Regions from separate parts of the Oryctolagus cuniculus genome. Here region 2 is linked to region 1. A link is a contact called in public Micro-C data. All regions are on one chromosome and are shown on one strand. The core of a region is the stretch at or near the end of the contact, and the rest is flanking DNA. Distances in the headings are between cores, read along the strand shown. Region 1 has its middle 47 kb from the start of THAP12. Region 2 holds the start of EMSY (EMSY transcriptional repressor, BRCA2 interacting).

Evidence for each region. A called contact is a pair of places that touch in the nucleus more often than the background predicts.
Region 2: a Micro-C map of ear pinna shows a contact between it and region 1, with 1.9 times the contacts expected there. The contact joins the promoter of EMSY here to the enhancer-like site in region 1. A contact is called at or near these places in 2 of 6 Hi-C or Micro-C datasets (ear pinna and psoas muscle).

Annotation. Positions count from the first base shown.
Region 1 is chr1:67,314,343-67,322,034 of mOryCun1.1, forward strand. No RefSeq gene overlaps it. Among named protein-coding and RNA genes, the nearest start is that of THAP12, 47 kb to the right of the region's middle. Within about 2 kb of position 2,274, at least 1 of the 8 cell types and tissues checked has an H3K27ac peak or open chromatin away from gene starts, as enhancers often do. A contact at or near this core is called in ear pinna, where this site is marked.
Region 2 is chr1:67,420,825-67,427,780 of mOryCun1.1, forward strand. EMSY (EMSY transcriptional repressor, BRCA2 interacting) reads left to right here and starts at 3,245. Exons shown (of 22, transcript XR_011389390.1): 1 at 3,245-3,379; 2 at 5,419-5,527. LOC138850017 (a long non-coding RNA gene) reads right to left here and starts at 2,940. Exons shown (of 5, transcript XR_011389399.1): 1 at 2,559-2,940; 2 at 1,983-2,195.

The DNA.
Region 1 (7,692 bases), core at 1,024-3,523:
ATTAATCCTCCACCTGCGGCACTGGCATCCCATGTGGGCGCCGGTTCATGTCTCAGCTGCTCTACTTCCCATGCAGCTCTCTGCTATGGCCTGAGAAAGCAGTAGAAGATGGCCTAAGTCTTTGGGCCCCTGCACCCATGTGGGAGACACGGAAGAAGCTCCTGGCTCCTGGCTTCAGATCAGCTCAGCCCTGTCCGTGTGGTCATTTGGGGAGTGAACCAGCGGATGGAAGACCTCTCTCTCTGTCTCTCCCTCTCACTGTCTGCCTCACAAGTAAATAAAATCTTTAAGAAAAGAAAAAAGGGGCTGCCTTGTGGCTTAATGGGTAAAGCTGCGCCTGCAGTGTTGGCATCCCATATGGGTGCTGATTCGAGTCCCGCTGCTCCACTTCCAATCCAGTTCCCTGCTACTGTGCCTGGGAAAGCAGTGGAAGATGGCCCAAATACTTGGGTCCCTGCACCCACATGGAGACCCAAATGAAGCTCCTGGCTCCTGGCTTCTGCCTGGCCCAGCCCTGGCCATTGTGGCCATTTGGGGAGTGAATCAGTGGATGGAAGATTTTTCTCTCCTGCCCCCAACCCTGTAACTCTGCCTTTCAAATAAATAAAATTTTAAAAAGAGAAAACTAAAGTTAATCTTCTAATAAGATATTGCCCCCACGAACAAGAATGAGATGCTACAAGAGAATGCTGGATAAACAGAACTGAACAGATAAACCAAAGTCTTAGTAACACAATGGCAGAAAAAATTTTTAAAAACTATGGAAAAAGGGTTGGAAGATAATTGTAAAAATAATGCCAAAAAGCAAAGAATAGGAAATGGAAAAGATAAGACAGGATAATCAAGAGCTCTCAACAGCCAAACGAGGACTTGGAATCAGCCTCAGAGAAAATGTGCAAGAAGGGGGAGAGTTCCAGACGGGAGAGACCCACCGCGGTCTCCACGCGGATTCGCGGCAGGACGTCCACACTGGAGAGCCCTGAGAGCCCCGGATCACAAGAGCCTCCAGAGAGAAAAAAAAAAAAAAAGCACTTCCTAGAAACCGGGACTGCGAATCAGGATGCGTGGATGTTAAAGCGAAAAGGAACGGGCAGGGGCGGCACTGAGGCTCAGTAGATGAAGCTGCCACCTGCAATCTCATGTGGTCACCGGTTTGAGTCCTGGCTGCTCCACTTCCAATCCAGCTCCCTGCTAATGTACCTGGAAAGTAGCAGAGGGTTGTCCAGGGGCTTGGGTCCCTGCACCCACGTGGGAGACCCAGATGAAGCTCCTGGCTTTAGCCTGGCCCAATCCTGACCATTGCCATCATTCGGAGAGGAAAATCAGCAGATGGAAGATCTCTCTGTAAACTCTTTCAAATGAATAAGTAAATCTGTAGAAAAAGAAGAAGAATCGGAATGTCACTGGGTTTCTCAATAGCAAGACAGGAACTTGGAGACATGGGGGAAGTGCCTCCAAAATTCCAAGGGAAATTATTTCCATTCCAGAGTCGTGGCCCCAGCCAAGGGCAAAGACAGAACACGTTTTCAGTCATGGAAGCTCTCTGCATACTTGCTCAGGAAGCTGCTGGGAGAGGTGGTTCAGCAGGAATGAGTGAGTAAGGCGAGAGGAGAACACGCGACCAAGGAGAGAGCAGAGCGCGGCTGGGTGCCAGGGCGCCCATATGGGATGCCAGCACCATAGGAGGAGGCTTATCCCACTGCACCACAGCACTGGCTCCCTCCACCCCTGCCTTTTTATTTTTTAAAAAATATTTATTTATAAATCTGAAAGGCAGAGTTAGAGAAATAGAGAGATAGAGAAAGATCTTCCAGCTGTTGGTTCACTCCCCAGATGGCCTGAATGAGAGGCTGGGCCAGGCTGAAGCCGGGAGCCAGGAGCTTCATCCAGGTCTCCCGTGTCGCTTTCCCAGACAAATTAGCAGGGAGTGAGATCGGAAGTGGAGCAGCTGGGTCTCAAACTGGTGCCCATGTGGGATGCTGGAGCTGCAGGCAGTGGCTTAACCCACTGCGCCACGGTGCCGGGCCCCTAAACGTTTCAAACTACATGTATACGCTCCTAATCTGGGGCCACTGGCCGCACAAGGACAGCCGTTTTCAGCAGAAGGCCTGGCCTGGCTCTGGACACCTTGGCAAGGAAGTAGGAGAACTTGGAGCTGGGAGCTAAGCCGAGGAGGAGGAGGAACGAGATTCCTCTCTCAAGGGCAAAGCCAAATGCTAGCCCTTCATGCCACCTTCTGTGGCCTTGGCAACCGCGTGCCACGCTTCCCTCCCCCGTGCTCATCCCACTCCCACCCCTGCACTCACGGTCCAGCTTCAGCGGTGGCTGTCCTGTCTGGTCTCGTCACTCCCACCAGGCTGTGGGCTCCCCAAGGTCAGTGCTACCCACCCAGTGACACTGAGAAGCTGCTCGGTGACTGAGCTGAACGCACGGGCGCCGGCACCCAGTGACAGCCAGCCACGTGCTTCCCGGCAACCAGCGTGCCCCATGGTTTTGGCACACACCAGCAAGTCCCTGAGAAACGTGCCTTTGCAAACAAGCCCCATATCCCCAGACGTGGCCAGCATTTCCCCCTTATGTTCACAGGGGAAAGGGCAGCGAACGACCTGCTGGGAGCCACAACCTGGAACTCGAGCAGGGCATGGTGACGATGGGGCACAGAGAAGCCCTGAGGATTCCAGGGTGTCCAGGGGAAGGGAGGGGCTCTCTGCAGAGAGGCCTGGGTGGGCGGGAGGAGTGAGTCATCCCCGGCGCCGCCCACCCCGAGCTGCCCCTCAGAGCTGGCTTCCAGCTGCCAGTGGCTCTGAGCCCCACATCTGGAGAGAGGTTTTGGCCTCTGGGATGGGGCAGGCAGGGTCGCGGGCTGCTCTGGCTGGTGCGTCACCAAAGCGGCTGGCTGCAGAGTCCTCACCCTGCCGCAGGCATTATTAGCCCATCTCGCCTGGAGGGCCCCGAGCTTTCGATTTCAGGGACTGGTAACATTTAAATAAAGACGTGGTGACCAACAGAAAGTGGTCCTTTATTTTTGCGACAGAAAGAACATCTAGCAAGGAGCCATCTGTACTTTCTGTCTCTCAGTCTGCAGTGTTTATGTGATGTGCTCACTGACAACACCTCGAGCTGCATACCCATGGCTGTGGCTACTCTGCATGTGAGAGAGGCTTGGCAAAAAGAATGGCAACAGCGCTGTGGCATTGTGGGTAAAGCCGCCGCTTGCAGTGCCGGCATCTCATGTGGGCGCCAGTTCCAGTCCTGGCTGCTCCACTTCCGATCCAGCTCTCTGCTATGGCCTGGGAAAGCAGTGGAAGATGGCCCAAGTTCTTGGGTCCCTGCACCCGCGTGGGAGACCCAGAAGAAGCGCCTGACTCCTGGTTTCGGATCAGTGCAGCTCCGGCCATTGTGGCCTTCTGGAGAGTGAACCAGCAGATGGAAGACTCTCTCTCTCTCTCTCTCTCTCTTTCTCTCTCTCTGACTCTGCCTCTGCCTCTCTGTAACTCTGCCTTTCAAATACATAAATAAATATTAAAAAAAATAAAAGTAACCACTTGGGGGCAGGCATTGGCCTCGTGGCTGCGAGAGTGGTTGGGACGCCTGCGTCCCTTGTCAGAGTGCCTGCGTGCGAGTCCTGGCTCCGCTAGATCCCAGCTTCCTGGCTAATGTGCGCCCTGGCACCTGGGAGGCAGCAGGTGATGGCTCAAGTAGTTGGGTCCTTACCACTCGTACGGGAGACCTGGATGGAGTTCCTGAATCTTGACTTCAGCCTGGCCCAGCCCAGGCCGTGGCAGGCACCTGGGGAGTGAACCAGCAGATGGGGGCTCACTCCCTCCCCCCCGTCGGGTATGTGTGTGTGTGTCTGTCTGTCTGTCTGCCTGCCTCTCAAATAAATAACACATTTTCACACCATAAAAAATGAGCAAGGCATAATCTCAACACAGAACAGTCCTTTTACAAAAGGGCAGCAGTACATTTAGAATAACAGGCTTCATATGTAGGATAGAAAAGAAATCTGGGGAGAAATAATCCAAAGGTTTGCTTCCCAGTATCACTCACCCATTGACTTTGTGGATTTAGCAACTCAGCTAGTCACTGTCGAGGCACTTGGGGGGCCTGGAAGCCCCACCCCACGCAGTTCCACTGGTGCTGCGCGGTCTCCACCTGCTGAGAGGCTGAGAACCCTGCCTGCTCGCCTCACAGCTGGAGCCCCTGGATGCGGGAGGAGCGGCTGGTCGGGCGGTGTGCAAGCTTTGGGTCCATCTGGCAGACCCTCTCTGTGAAAACGGAGGTCCTGAGAGGGGACTCGAAGTCACACAGGAAGCCAATGAGGAGCCGGCCCGGCCTGCCAGCCACCCTCTCCTGATCTGCAGGCTGCTGGCAGGTCCTGCCCCGCTGCTGGAAATGCTTCGGAGCCGGACTGGGGCTGGGCTGCGGGCGTGGGTGGGGGATCGAGTTACCTGCTTGGAGAGGGCCCCCTCCCGCGGGAGCCTCCAGCTGGGCAGGAAGGCAGTTCAGCCAGGCTGGGCTCCTGCAAGAAGCCAGAGCTGCTACAATGGGGCGCTTGAGCCATCCAACACCTCCTCGGGGCTGCCGACACCCCTGCTCTGGGCAGAGGCCGGTGGGGGCGCGGGAGGGGCTGAGCTAGTCAGGAGGGCTCTGCCTGGTGGGGGGTGGGTGGGTGGGGTGTAAAATGGGCCTCTTGGCCACCCCAGGGCTCTGCTCAGCTCTGCCCCCTGCCTGCTGTCTCTGCCACATAAAGCCTCGGGGGTCAGTGACACCAGGGCCTGGTCCACTCTGGGGGCCTTCACCACCCAGTCTGTGCAATGGGCAGTTGTGAGGACGCACTCGGAACCTTTCAGCTCAGCGCTGGGGTGGGGGCGGTGTGTGCTTCCAGACCCAGGCCCTCCCTGTACAGCCCTGCTGGCTCATTCCCACTCTGAGTGGAGGGGTGGGGACGCTGAATTTCCTTAGCATATGCCAGAGACTCCAAGCAAGAAGGAAATCCAGTCAGCAGTATGTCCCAGGCACCTTGCAGGTCTCAGTATGTGCTGAATGGAGAGAAGAATAATGAGGTTCAGTTTAAAATGTCCAGGAAAGGTGCCAGAGCTTCTCCCATCAAAACCCAGTCCTAGGGCCGCGGCCCTCTCTCGGGGAAGCAGGCTCGGGGAAGGGCCCCTCGTGCCCAGCTGTGTGAGCTCTGCTGTTCTGACTGGCGGGAGCCAGGGCCCAGTCCTCCACGGGCACCCCCACAGCTGAGCGGCTTCCTACACAGTCCCGGCGTTCCTCGGGTGAGCCTGCTCCCACCTAACCTTCCCGGAACCCTGGTCCTGCAGGAAGCAGCTCGGCTGTCTCTAAGTTCCAGGCTCCTGGGTAAAGTGAGCTCCCGCTGCTGACCCGCAGTGGGCCGTGAAACTCATACTCCAGCAGCTGACATGGTCAACACTCCTGGGACCTACCCCCAACCCACACCACCCTACAGGCAAGCACGTGCAAACATGGGCCCTCTCTTGCACAGAGCAGTGTAGGAGTTAAGTGGAAATTGGATTGGAATTCTAGCCCTCCTAGGACTCTCTTTTCCCATCTTTAAAATGGAACTGCTAACGGCCACGGCGCTGGGTGGCCGGGAGGATGGAAGGCAGCCCTGTAAGCAAAGTGCCCCACCCGGTGCAGGCACCCAGTGGTGCCCAGCGAGTGTCCGTGCATCCCTTCTCCTTGAAGCGTCCCTGGCCCTTGGCGAGCCTTCAGTCCACAGCTATGGAGTCCTACTTGGGTCTAAGTGGAAGCACCAACGTGCAGGGGAATGAGGAGGCCCTGGGCTGGGAGCTTGGAGCAGGGGTGCTGTGAGGGGCTGGCAGCCAGCAGGCCTGGCCCTGAGCCCCGCCCGGGGCAGCCACCTCTCTAAATCAGAAGCTTCCCCTCCTCCCGGCGAGCAGGCTCTGGCGGAGGCCCTGGCCACGCACAGCGGACCCTTTGTGAGCTCTTGGCTCTCTCCATGGCTCCCCCGATCCTGTCATCGCCTCCAGGGAGCCCTGGGACTGCAGGCAGGAAGGCAGAGCGCAGCCCTTCCCGCTCCCTACCACCTCCAGCCGGCTCTGCCGGCCTCCGCCCTGCATTCAAGGCCTGGGGCTCTGGTCCTGCCCCCTCTCCAGTCTCATCCCTGCCAGCCCCCTCGTCCTGTCCCCTCCGCTGCTCTGTCTGCAAGCACGGTCCTCGTCCCGTGTGATCCTCAGAGGTGGAGGCCAGGTCTGTGGGGGGCCCTGGCGTGCCTTCACCCCAGGAGAGCTCAGCCTGTCCTTGCGCCCAAGTTCCTCAACCCACTTCGTTCAAGGAGAAGTGAGCTCTTCTGCACGAAAAAAACAGTCAGTCAAATAACCAGTGGAGACAACACGTGCACACGAGACGACAGAACGCTGATTGTGCTCATGTTTTCATAAAGCTATAAGAAAAATATTTTTATATTCTTTATCCAGTTGAAAATTAACTTTCTAGAAAGGAGGACTGTAGGGGCCTGTGCTGTGGCGCAGCAGGTTAAAGCCCCGCCTGCAGCACTGGAATCCCATTTGGGCGCTGGTTTGAGTCCCAGCTGCTCCGCTTCTGATCCAGCTCTCTGCTATTGTGCCTGGGAAAGCGGCAGAGGATGGCCCAAGTCCTTGGGCCCCTGTACCCACATGGGAGACCCGGAGGAAGCTCCTGGCTCCTGGCTTTGGAATTAGCGCAGCTCTGGCCATTGCCGTCATCTGGGGAGTGAACCAGCGGATGGAAGACTTCTCTTTGTCTCCACCTCTCTCTATAACTCTGTCTTTCAAATAAATATTTAAAAAAAAAAAGAAAGGAGGAATGTAAACATCTTTCTGCCTGTGAAAAGATGCTTCATCTCACTCAAAATAAAACAGCAGTGCGAAGTGCCCTTTGGGCTGCGTCCCCAGACTGGCTCCGACCAAACGGGAGACCCTGTGTGCTCTGCCCACAGTGCTGTCCCGCGGGCAGGGGGAGGCCGTTTCCTGCAGCACTGTCTGGAGCAGGGGTTGGCAAGCCTGGTCCGCTCAGGATCAGATGGCCACTATTTTAGGCGCGAGGACCACGCGGTGTCATCGCTGCTACCCAACACTGCTGTTGTGGCTCAGAGCAGCCAAAACAAACATAAATGGGTGTAGATGTTTCCAACAAAATCTTATTTATGAACATTGGAATGTAAATTTTACATCTCATAAAACATCCTTTTTTTTTAAAGATATCACTTAAAACTTAAAAAAAAAAAAATAGGGGCTGGCACTGTGGTATAGTAGGTTAAGCCTCCACCTGCAATGCTAGCATCCCATAAGGACGCCAGTTCAAGATCCGGCTGCTCCACTTCCATCCAATCAGGCTCCCCGCTAATGTGCCTGGAAAAGCAGCAGGAGATGGCCCAAGTGCTTGGGCCCCTGCACTCATGTGAGTGACCCAGAAGAAACTTTTGGTTCCTGGCTGTTGCGGTCATTTGGGGAGTGAACCAGTGGATGGAAGATTTTTCTCTCTGTCCCTCCATCTCTTTTTTGTAACTTGGCATTTCAAATAAATAAGTAATTAAAATTATTTTTAAAGATTTATTTATTTATTTGAAAGTCAGAGTTACACACAGAGAGAGGAGAGGCAGAGAGAGAGAGAGGGAGAGAGGTCTTCCATCCGATGGTTCACTTCCCAATTGGCTGCAATGGCCAG
Region 2 (6,956 bases), core at 1,995-4,494, 110 kb after region 1:
CCATTATACTCCTATAAAATCACAATGTGGTGGGGCCAATGCTGTGGCGTAGTGGGAAAAGCTGCTGCCTGTAGTGCCGGCATCCCATACGGGCACTGGTTCAAGTCCCAGCTGCTCCACTTTCAATCCAGCTCTCTGCTGTGGCCTGGGAAAACAGTGAAAAATGGCCCAAGTCCTTGGGCCCCTGCACCCACGTGGGAGACCTAGAGGAAGCTCCTGGCTCCTGCATCTCCAGCCAATGTGGCCAACTGGGGAGTGAACCATTAGATGGAAGACCTCTCTCTCTCTCTCTGACTCTCCTTCTCTCTCTGTGTAACTCTTTCAAATAAATAAATAAATCTTTAAAAAAATTAGAATGTGGTTAATAGGTGTCCAAAAGAAGTTTCATTCTTCATTTTGAAAGGCAGAGAGAGAGAGAGAGAGAATTGCCCATCCACTAGTTTACTTTCCAAATATCCACAACAGTGATGGTTTGGCCAGGCTGAAGCCAGGAACCTGGAAATCAATCCAAGTTTCCCACATGGGTCGCAGGGACCCAAGTACTTGAGCCATCACTTGCCACCTCCCAGGGTATATATCAGCAGGAAGCTGGAAGAGAGTGGAGCTGGGACTCTGTGATACAGATGTCTCAAGCAGCAGCTTCACCTGCTGCACCACAAGTTTCTGTGATGTGCTTGGAGGAATAAAGTTTGAGACCAGTATTGTACTCCTACACATGTTCCTGATCACAGGAAGTTGCTATTTAGTAGGATAAGCTTTTCTGCTTGGAAGCTTTAAGTGTAGGGTGGCTCTCATTTTATTGACCACCCACTTCTCAGAGCCATACTGCTTTTATCTGAAATCATGGCTCTGCTACTTACTGGCTTATTATCTTGGGAAGCCTACTTCACCTCTGTGTCTTAGTTTCTTCATCTATAAAACAGGGAGCCTAGCATTATCTATAAGGTTATTGTAGACACTATCAAATTAATGTATTTAACAGCGTCTGGACTACACAAAGTCTGGGCTAAGCATTAGCTATTGTTTTGATTAGCTGCAAAGCACTAGAAAGCACTAGCATGAACAGATCTGGTTGGTCTCTCTCCTTTAAGAGCTGGTTGCCTAGTCGGCCCTCATTCAATATTCTTACAAGGAGTACAGCAAGCGGTGCAGAAGCAGAGATGGAAAAGCCTGTCTCATCCTGGAGGGAAAGGTGGGGCAGGGTGAGCTTCTTGCGGGTAAAGTTTGAGTCTGATCCTTAGGGAGGAAGCAGTCAGAGCGGCACAGGGAAGGCGGATGAGGACTAAGGAGAAGACGCGTGGGAGCAGGCAGCGTCAGCAGCGGCACCACTTGGGAGCTTACTAGAAACATAGGATCTAGGACCCACCTCAGACCCACGCCATCAAAACTGGCATTTTAACCTGATCCTCAGGTGCTTCCCATTGATAAGGGACCCACGGGCTAGAGCATGGCTGACTGCTTAGGTTTAAATCCCTGCTTTCCCATTTACTTGTGTGTGACTGTAAGCAAGCTATGGGACTTCCTTCCTATGCCTCACTTGCCTCTTTTGTAACTAGGGATAATGAGTTTCTGCCTCACAAAGTTGTTGCAAGGACGAAGTCATTATGTGCAATGGTTAAACAGTACTTGGTGCTTAGTAAACACAGGGATTAGCCATTATAAATGACCACTGTGATGCTATTTCTTCCAGTGGACGTCAGTTTTATAAACCCCTTTGGTGATTCCACTCCTCCTTCACTCCCTACCATTTTGACATTCATCACAGAGGAAAGGACACTTGGAGGTCAGAAGGCCTGGGGTTACACAGCCCAGCTCTCTTCCACATCCAGCTCTCTGAAACTGGGCAAGCTCCTGACCACATGTGTGTTTTCACAGTACCGGGGGCCTGCAATTATACCTGCTTCGCTGAGGTGTTGCCAGGTTCAAAGACCGTGTATGAAGATTTCACTTACAATCTTACAAAAAATTTTTAAGCAACTGGCCTTAAAACGGCAAGATCAGGGAGGGTGTGGGGTGGGCGTGGAGGCTAATTCGTCCCACTTCACGATCTTACGAAGGTGCAGGTTTGGGTTCCAGCAACGACAGCGATGTACTTCGAGAGTATTTTTAGTTCGTGGGCAAACAGGAGTAGGACATTTCAACGCTCTCGTTTTTTCCTCCTAACGTCTGGGGTTCCATGTGACAACACGAAGTCTCTGGGGGCAGAGTGGTTTACAATTTAACTTTTGCGCACACTATGTATGGCAACATCCCCGCAGGGTAACAGTAACCTATCTTCTCCAGAAGGAAACACTGGTAACAGCACAATACCCGCGAAGAACTCCCGCACACCGGGGCCGTTTCTCCCGCATCCGAGGTTACGGAAAGCACGCAGTCTACAGGGAGGGCCGCCACAAACGCCGATGGACTGCTCGCCACCGCCGGGCCCTGGCTCCCATCTCGTGGTCACGAGTAGCTTTACTGGGCCCCCCTTTTTCGTAGGTCAGACAGAACGACCAGACCGTTTCCACAACACTGCCGTGGGATTAAGCACGAACAAAGGCTGAGGCAGAACCTACCACGTCGTAGGGCCTCGCGTAAGTCCCTTCGTGCCTCTGCCGGCTAAGGCACCACTTGGCGCCATCACGCCCACTTCGCGCGCACAGGAGCCTCAAGTCCACAACCCTAGGGTCCCCCCTTGTGTACTCCGCAATCCTCAGGTCCCGGACGGCAACTACGACCTCCACACCGTGTCGGTTTCCGATTATTCCTCCTCGAGCTGCCGCCCGGGGGGCTGGAGGCCCCAGATCACCGCCCCCGCGGCTCTTGAGGAACCCGAGCCTGCTCCACCACGCCGCTTCAGGGACGAAGCTGCGTTCCTACGGCCCTAAGCCCGCTGGAGTAGAGGTCGCCACAGAAGGCTCGGTGGCGGCTCCCAACGCCATTTTGACTGCTGCGTGTGGCGTCACGGGTGCAGCCGATTGGCCGGGCGACGGCAGCCGGAGGAGAGGCGCGCGAAGCCAAAGAGACGAGGGGATGCAGGAGAAACCCAAGGAAACTACAATCCCAGCCCTCCTTGCGCTGCGACGGCCGGCCCGGGGCGAAAGAGGATGGAGCTTGATGTCGGACCACAACTCCCAGCACCCCCCGCGACGCCCGTCCTGTCCTTTCATAACGTGGAGGAAAAGAGGGACAGTATGAATGGAGGCCTTTTGCTGTCCGCTCTCCGAAAGGCGGGAAAGGCGAACTACACCTCCCGATGGGCAGCGCGCGGCTGCGCTTGCGCCCTGATGCTTGTCGCCATCTTGCCCCTTCTGAGGCACCGCAAACAAACCCAATTCCTGGTGTCCCCTAGTCTTGGCGGAGGAGCCTTTTAGATGAGCCCCGAAAGACCGGGCAGGTGGGTGACTCTCAGGCAGGGTCCTGGGAAGAGCTGGCAGGGAAGCCAGGGTAGAGGAGCGCCGGGCCAAGCTTTCCGAGCCCGGCTTGGGGCGCCCAGCCCCATCCTCCGTTGTTTCCTAACGGGATCGTGGGGCTCCCCGAGGTGGACCGCGGGGGGCTGTGGCAGGCCCGGTGCTGGGGGCCCCTGGGGTCCAGCCCCGGGAGCTTTCCGGTGAGTCCCGGTCGGCTGGCTGGCTGTCCGCGCGCCTCCTGTGTCTCCGTTGTCCTCTCGGCAGAGGAGGGAGCGAGGCGCGGATGCCGGCCGGGGCCCCTCACACCGGCTGCTGGCCCGGGGAGCTCCGGTCGTGGGCTTGACATTGGGATGGGCGCCGAGAGGCACGGGTGCGGAGCCTGGGCGGGCTGCTCTTGTTGTGGTGCTGCGAAGAGTGCGTGTTTGGAGAGGGGGCGGGGCGGGCTTGCCTCCTTGACACTTGAGTGGGGGGAGGATTCTGCGAGCTCGGGGCTCCCCGGGCGGGCTCCGGCGGCTCCTGCCCAGCTTTCCGAGGCGATGCGGCCCCGCGGTGGGGTCCGCCGGCGGGGACGCGCTGGGATGCCGTGACGTGGTGCTTGCTTCGGGCGGTCGCCGGCCGCCTCCGAGATCCTGTCGGGAGGCGGGGACTGGCTGGCGGAGGGAGCGGATTCCTTTGGCTCGGCCCCCTCTTCCTCCTCCCCACCCCTTGCCTTTATGTCATTCTGCCGGCCGGAGCGCGCGGTCCCGTTCCGCCGGCTGTGAGCTGCCTCCGAGCTGCGAGGACTACGGGAGGGAGGGGGAGGGGGCTCCACTCGGGGCGCAGAGTTGGAGGTAGCAGCCCCGGCGCCTGGAGCCGGATACAGCAGTTATTTCCGTTCGCTGTCTGACTTCCAGACCCGACACTGCGCTCATTCATTCTCTGGTTCATTCATTCGTTGTGCTCTCCCACCAACCATCCGTTTGTGCTTTAAGCAGACATTTACAGCGCGTCTGCTGGGCTCTAAGCAGGTGTTGTGTCAGGCCCCCCTCCCCGCCCCCGCGCTTTCTGCCCTCTAGGGAATTCCCAGGACGGAGTAAATTCTTGGCGTCTAAACTTTTGGTAAATGGTTGTTTCATGACCGCAAGCTCTCGATTCATATTTCTTTATTAAGATTTGAAGAGACCGTTCTTTGTTAAGTTCCTTTAACCCAAGTAACATGCTAGCAGCTTTACATACTTTGTTTCATGTAACTCGTAAGTGAGGAAGCCCACAGAAATCAAGTAATTTACAGTTGCTCAAGTAGTAGCGCCCACTTATTAAATCACATGGTAGCCACTAGGGAGAAACTTTACATGTACTGTTCTTTAATACTGTTAGCACACCGGGTGGCATTACCCCTCCTACCCCTCTCCCCCCTTAATGACTGATTCATTTGAAAGTTGTAAGAGGAGGGAGGGAAGGAGAGAGAGAGAGAGATCTTTCATCCACTGGTTCACTCTCCAAGTGGCTCCAAGGGCTAGGGCAGAGCCAGGCGGGGGCCAGGAGCTTCATCCCAGTCTCCCACGTGGGTGGCAGAGGCCCAAGCACTTGGGGCATTTTTCTCTGCTTTCCCCAGGCCATTGGCAGAGAGTTAGATCACAAGTGGAGCAACCAGGACATGAACCAGCCTTGGAGTTCCTGGGATAGGGGCTGCTGGCCTTCAGACCACAGCTTTACCCACAAAAACAACGCTGTCTGAGCAGATGTGGAAAGGGTAGACCCAGAGAGGCCAGCTGACCCAGAGCGCACAGCCGGCAAGTTGAAAAGCTGGAACTAGAGCCAGCGGTATCTGAGTCTGCAGCCTGTGCTCTTTAAGCTGCAGCAGGCTGCAATAGGAAGCTCTGAAATGCTTGTTTGATTCTTCATGTGTCAGTAGTAGCCAAATGCGGTGGTAAACATGATTGTGAGGTATCTTAATGGTTTTACTTCCTAACTGGTGGCTGGACCTCCAGGTGAGTGGCCTTGAATGTACTTTGGTGATTTGATTTCTTGCTTTTCCTTCTGGTAGGGAGGACAAGCTCTTTGGGGCTACCAAACAGAAGCAGCAATGCCTGTTGTGTGGCCAACCCTTTTGGATCTCAGCAGGGATGAATGCAAAAGGATTCTTCGAAAACTGGGTATGATTTTCACTTCTGATGTTTGCTATCTCATATACTCTTCCCTTTCAGTTTGGGTCATGGCTATTTGCATGGATGTCTGATGCTACATTCAAAGTTCTTTGGAGGTATAGTCTCCATCTTGCTTATTGTTGTGCCTAGCATAATGCTTTGGACATAGTAAGTACATTCATAATAATAGCAGCAGCAGCAGCAGCAGTAGTAGTAGTAGTAATAGCAGTTAGGACTTATTTGGGGCTAGTCATCTATTCTGAGTCCTTTACCTTCAACATCTCATTTAATTCTCACTTAAAACTGAAAAGTAGCTAAGTGTCCCCATTTTATAGATGAAGCTTGGAACTCAAGATTAGAATGCTGATAAATAAGTCATGGAGCAGTATTTGACCCCAGGGAATATGATTTCAGTCTCAGCCTACTATCAACCTTCATGAATTTGTTTATGAATTACATAGTATTTGTGAATTCTGAGTTAGTGTAAGCTATGCCTATTTTCCCCAGTGATATTATACTGTTGGTAATAAGACAGACTTTATGCTGGTCATTTATTTTTTAGTTCTTCTTTCCCCTTACAGCACCCTTTAGCCTTTTAGGGCGAGAATTAAGCCCTAGTACCAAGGCATCCATTGTAGGTAATGAACTAACTTCTCCCCTTGTATCTATAATGATATGAGTCATGCACCATCCTTGGGAAAATTGAGAAAAAGAATTACTCAAATCTTTTTTTTAAAGAAACAGTAATTTTTTTAAAGATTTATTTTTTTTTTTGAGAGGTAGAGTTACAGGCAGAGGGAGAGACATAGAGAAAGGTCTTTCATCTGCTGGTTCACTCCCTAAATGGCTGTAACAGCTGGAGCTGAGCTGATCCAAAGCCAGGAGCCTGGAGCTTTATCCAGGTTTCTGACGTGGGTACAGTGGCCCAAGCACTTGGGCCATCTTCTACTGCTTTCCCAGGCCATAGCAGAGAGCTGGATTGGAAGAGGAGCAGCCAGGACTTAAAGTGGTGACCGTATGGGATGCTGGCACTGCAGGCGGCGGCTTTACCCACCACACCACAGTGCTGACCCCTCAAATCATTTTCTGTGTTCTTTTGTTCCAGTGAGGATCCTTGGTTGAGAAAGGACCTTGTTTTATCTAACTTAGACTAGCACAATAAATGAAAAAATACTTTCACAAAGAATATTAAATGCTTTGGCAGCAGATATTAATTATTTAGATGCCTTTGCTTTTGAAGAGGAAAATGTGAGTCTTAAATTCAGAGTAAGGTCCTGATCCTCTTAGCACTGAATGACCCATGTGACTGAGGGCAAATTATTTTCTGTTGACATTTTTGTAAAAGAAGGATAGCTGGTACTGGTTCTGTGGAACAGCAGGTTAAGCCAGGGCCTGCAGCACTGGCACCCCATATGGGCGCGGGTTCAGGTCCTGGCTG